Regions from separate parts of the Mus musculus genome. Here region 1 is linked to region 2. A link is a contact called in public HiCAR-type data. All regions are on one chromosome and are shown on one strand. Each heading gives the region's core, a stretch centred on a gene start, on an enhancer-like site or on the middle of the called end of the contact. The rest is flanking DNA. Distances are from core to core; before and after follow the strand shown. Region 1 holds the start of Tmem119 (transmembrane protein 119). Region 2 has its middle 9.2 kb from the start of Mir7230.

Region 1 (2,700 bases), core at 199-2,698, 450 kb after region 2:
TTCCCCTCTGCGGATCCACGGCTGTCCTCACTTGTCGTCGTCCCCCCCACCCCCACCCCGCTCCGCATCCCCAGCAAAAGAGCAGAATACACGTGCACACACGTGTGCATGAACACGCACGTGTAGACCGCAATGGGGATCCAAGAAAGCATTGACCTCTCTGTGGCACTTGCAATCAGCCAAAGGGGTGCAGAAGAAGAAGCAGAAACCATTCCTGTCTCTGAAGAACAAGACCCCCTACTCTCAGAACTTCACCCCCCCCCCCAGTCTCTCCTTGCTCCCAGAGAAAGGTAGCAGGTGACTAAACAAGAGGACTCAGGTCTGCATGGAGATGGTCATGGGACCCTTAAATTCTCCAAGCCTCAGTTTCCCCTCTGGGGAACAGAAGAACTGACCTGAACAGGTCTGAAATGATTGCTGATGTGCCAGACGTCCTTTGCCTGCCTGCTCCTATACAAGCACTCAGGATTCGCACCAGAGGGAACTCAGTCAGACTGTAAACAGCCTGCCCAACAGAGAGAGCCCCTGATGGAGAGGTGGCTCAGAACAGCTCGACTATACCCTCCCAAAGGGTTGGGCATGTCAACCCTTTGAGCTCCAGTTTCCACATCTGCGCAATGGGGACAGGTCACAGCAGTGCCTAGCATGTAATAAATGTTAGCAAGTGGATGCACTTGTCCAGTATGCTCTCCCTGCTAGACCCTCTGTCTTAAGAGCTTCTGTTTTAAATTGAGATGTCCATGAATATGCAGATGAGGCGAATCCACCCCGAAGGAAGGACTGGGTACCCAAGGACCTGAGACAGCTAACCCAGAGCCTCTGTTCTACCAGCCCTCACTCAGAAACGGATGGCCAGTGATGGAGAGGCAGGCCACAGAAACCTGGCTTCAATTAGGAGACTGGGGGGGGGGGGGCTGTGGCTGAAACATTGTATGCCTAGCCTATTCCCTCAGGGCCTGCCTGCAAGGACAGGGTCCTGGTCCCTCAAGAAGAGGCTTGGAAGGAGCCTGAGGTCTCAGAGTCTACACATAAGCTCACACACACACACACACACACACACACACACACACAAGTATTCCAAGTGGTGCATCAGACATCCCAAACACAGCCTACCGCAACACACGGGACAATACAAGTTTACACCAGCAGCACACTGGCCCTGGAAACGTCGCCCTGGCACCCTCTCTACATCCCAACTACACGCGTGCCGCCTTCATCCATGCTCACACATCTAATCACATATCTAATCACATGGGTGCTCACGGCCTCAAACACACACACAGATTGCACGCACACTTAGGGATTCTGCGGAGTTCTCCAAGAGTCCCCAGCAGCAGGAGGCAGAGACTTACCAGCTCTGGGTGAAGGACCGGGTGCAGCTGCCAGGTAGGCAAGCCAGGCCCGCTAGACGGTCTGACTGTCTGCCTGCCGTCTGCCGCCAGCTGCTCTGGCTGGTGCCTGCCCGCCTCGGCCTCCAGGCCCTCCCCTTTCCTCCTCCCTGCTGGGCTGGAGGGCCAGCTTGATTTCATTAAGAGGGCTTGGGGTGGGGACAGTGTGGGGCGGGACTATGCCGGGCCACCCACAGTCCCACCCTCTTCACACTCCAAGCTTGCTTCTTCTTGACCTCAGGTCCCCTGGGCAGGCTCAGACAGACTGACAGACAGAGGGGCTTCCAGGAGAACGTTCCCAGAACTCTGAGCTGAGGTCCGTCCCATCCCCCACACTCCCTGAAGGATGAGGTCAGGAAGATCTGGGGCCCCTGGAAGTGGGAAGGAAAAAATCTCCGTGGCGTGGCCCAATCCAGCTGTGACTCAGGATTTCCAAGCTTAGGGTGCAGAGTGGGAGTGGGGGTGTCTCAGGGAAACCTGGGGATGCTGAGATCAGGCACTGCCCGGGCCCTTCCTCCCCTGGCCTCAGTTTCTCCATTCTTAGGGGGTCAGGGTACTCCCTGAGGTACTGACATCCTGAACTCTGAGACCTCACTAAGCCCTAGTAGGGCAGTTTGAGCAGAAGCTATGAGCCCATTCCACAGAAGTGGAGAGGGGGTGGGGAGTTCAAATACCCTGAAGCACCATAGGTAACTGATCCATGGGACCTGGCACTCACTCATTCATTCATCCACTCACTCATTCATCCAGTCATTCACTCACTCATTCATTCATTCACTCACTCATCCACTCATTCATTCATTCACTCATCCACTCACTCATCTACTCACTCATTCATCCACTCACTCATTCACTCACTCATTCATTCATTCACTCACTCATCCTCTCATTCATTCACTCACTCATTCATTCATTCACTCACTCGTCCTCTTATTTATTCACTCACTCACTCATCCACTCATTCATTCATTCACTCACTCATCCACTCACTCATTCATTCACTCACTCATCCACTCACTCACTCATCCACTCATTCATTCATTTACTCATCCACTCACTCATCTACTCACTCACTCATCCACTCATTCATTCACTCACTCATTCACTCATTCATTCATTCACTCACTCATCCTCTCATTCATTCACTCACTCATTCATTCATTCACTCACTCATCCTCTCATTCATTCACTCACTCACTCATCCACTCACTCGTCCTCTCATTCATTCACTCACTCATTCACTCACTCACTCATTCATTCATTCACTCACTCATCCACTCACTCATTAATTCACTCACTCATCCACTCACTC
Region 2 (2,700 bases), core at 104-2,603:
GCAAACAAAAGACAAGAGTGTAGCAGCACCCAGTTAACACCACTCAATAAGATCCCGGCGGTGGGGGCGGCGGGGGCGGCGGGGGCGGCGTCGAGTTCCTGCTACCCACCCCAATGCTTTCTATTCCCTAACAAGAGATGCACCCTCAGCCTTTTGATTCGACATATTCAAAGGCTGCGCCACTCCCTAACCTCCACGTGGCTAATCCACCTTCCGATAATCCCAAATTTTAACTAAAACCTGTATTCCATCTTGGCCGCCCCAAACCCAGATGTGCAGCCCTCTTGGGCTGAGTCCCAGCTCTTACATGAAGGCTGTGCTCTCTGTCCCCGTTCCCACCCTTCATCCTCATCCCCCAACTTGCCGGGGACTCCTAAAAGCCCTGCCCTTGTCTTTGCCCAGCCATTGGCCGCCAGCAACTTTATTTACCAATCAAAACCAACCGAGGGTAGGGTTCCTTCCCTGCGGTTTCTCCTGCATTTTGAAAGACTTAGTTAGATTAACATAATACAAGCATCATTAGACCAACCCTCAACACAAAAGCTGCAGCAATCGCCCCCTCAAACCTACCCTCCTCCACTCCCCAGGGCCCCCGAATCCTCCGTATCAATTCTAGCAGCGTTGAATTCCAACTGTGGCGGACACTATTTGGGCTCAGAGTACGGGGTGCAGGCCCCGAGGCAGATTGAGATTAGAAGCTTGAGAGCCCTCTATGAACGTCCTCTGTGTTTTCGAATTGTGGATCTAGGCACCGACGGCATCTCCCTGTATGGGAAACTTAAAGGGCGGTTAGTGTGATCAAGGCTGTCCACTGGTGTCTGGATTAACTGAAAACTGGGTAATGACTGAAGTAAGTCCAAGCAATAGAGAGGGTAGCGATTGCCAAGCTGAGCAGTGGAGACAGGAGTTCAAGGATAAACTAGAAATGTGGCCACTCTCCCCGTGCTCCCTGCAGAGGACTAGCTGATCACTCTTGGGTTCACTAGTGCTCCTGAGGCACATACACGTGTGCTGCTTCGGGACAGTGAGGTGTCAGCATCCAGGCCCGGAGGGATTCCCAGCAGGCCCAGTTTAACAGAGGGGTGACCAGGGCCCGGAAAACTCTTGTCTAGGTGTGACCAGACCTTGGGAGCTAGTGGGGAGGGGGAGGGGCATGGTGCTGTCTGCAGGAGCCCTGCCCCTTGCTCCTGACCCTGCAGCAGAGCCCCAGCAGTTACCCCTAACTTCTACCGTGTGGGTCCCAAGGGGCTTGAGTGTCCCTCTGAGTAAGAACTCTTCCCACATCTGAGAGAGGCCCTCCCATGTGAGCATTTGGCAGATACTCATTGGACCTAAACAGGCTGCCCCGGGGCTGAGCCCAGGCAAAGCCTGAGTCATGAGGAAGAGATAGGACCTGCGCAGCAGCGATGGTGCAGGGCCCAGATCCCTCCACCCATGAGTAGGACACGGGATTGGGAATGGTGATCCGAAGCATTCCAGAGGCAATGCTAACACCATGTTGTCTGGATCACACAAGAGGTCTATCAGCCGCTATCAGTGATGACCTCACCGTGCCCATGCCCTCTGCCCTCCCAGCAAAAAGAATGACCACGGGGGCGCGGGGGCATGGGGGATCTACCTGTGACTACCCTGGGGGGAATCGCGTCACTGTCTAGTTTAAACCTGTTTCTAGACCAGACAAGATGTGGGCGTGCAGCCCACCAAAGGCTGACTGTCAGTTGACTTTTAGAAGCATAGGAAGGGATCCCTATCCCCACCGCACTTGTGTGGATTCCTCGCTCTGCAGTCTCCCGAGTCTGTCCTAAACCTGGGTCTGTCCCTGCTGACCTGTGACTTCCAGTCTGAAGACAAGAGCCTCGAAGACAAGAGGTCTTTTGCGTCTTCCTGCCTCCAACATAGCAAAGTGTCTAGCATGGCGCGGTGGCTGAAGAAGGAACAGAACAGGAAGGAAGTAACTCCGACTCCTTGGACTTCGGATGTCTGTACCATGTAGGACTCAGTTCAGCCTGGACACCTGCGTTCCACTTGCTCGATCCATGGGGGACTTGGAGGGGAGAACAGGGGATGGGGCAGCACTAAACAGCCGATGTGTAGACGCCATGAGGTGAGGATTCAGAGTCAGTCTAGCTACTCTTCCCAGCCGCTCTATATCTCTCCCTGGGAGCCCCAGCCCTCTCTCTAAGCCCCGCCCCCTGTGCAGAATGCCTCCTCTAAGCTCTGCCCCTCCGAAGAATGCCCTGGGCGCCATGAACTACTAAGTCCCTTGGTCTTGTAGCTGGTTCTCACTAGCATTTTGTCACAACAGATGTCTGTCAGGTGCCTCTGGGAAAATGTCCTCGGGATCGGGGTGGGGGTGGGGGGGGAATGTCTTAGGGCAGCCTCACTATGACAAGCCTGTTCCCGGGAGACGAAGTGACAGTCTGATGTTATTCCGTTGTGCAGTCTTTCCAAATAGCCGAATCCGAAATTGCCCTCAAGTCCAGAATCGCCTCATTTTTTATATGCAAATTTGCGTGAGCAAATTGCTTGACTGGATTCCTCCTGAAGGACTTCAGGTATGGTCTGAACCTATTTTGCGTTGAGCCGGACAGGACAGTAGCTGGGAGAATCCCTCCTGTTCCATGGTTGAGTTTACCGCGGCACCTGGCAATGCCTGGCCTAGCCTCCTAGGATGCTCGCACCGTGGCTAAAACCTCTTGC

The links. HiCAR-type assays count read pairs that join an accessible place to other places.
Region 1: a contact with region 2 is called in a HiCAR-type map of embryonic stem cells, with 5 times the contacts expected there. The contact joins the promoter of Tmem119 here to the enhancer-like site in region 2. A contact is called at or near these places in 8 of 39 promoter capture datasets (cranial neural crest, embryonic stem cells, frontonasal cranial neural crest and 4 more), 2 of 484 Hi-C or Micro-C datasets (regulatory T cells and thyroid gland) and 6 of 115 datasets of contacts at active chromatin or transcription factors (embryonic basal ganglia, embryonic hindbrain, embryonic midbrain and 2 more).

Annotation. Positions count from the first base shown.
Region 1 is chr5:113,798,948-113,801,647 of GRCm38.p6, forward strand. It overlaps Tmem119 (transmembrane protein 119), which reads right to left and starts at 1,449. Exons shown (of 2, transcript NM_146162.3): 1 at 1,353-1,449. Gm42004 (a long non-coding RNA gene) reads left to right here and starts at 1,619. Exons shown (of 5, transcript XR_878692.2): 1 at 1,619-1,704.
Region 2 is chr5:113,345,533-113,348,232 of GRCm38.p6, forward strand. No RefSeq gene overlaps it. Among named protein-coding and RNA genes, the nearest start is that of Mir7230, 9.2 kb to the left of the region's middle. Within about 2 kb of position 1,354, at least 9 of the 459 cell types and tissues checked have an H3K27ac peak or open chromatin away from gene starts, as enhancers often do. A contact at or near this core is called in embryonic stem cells, where this site is marked.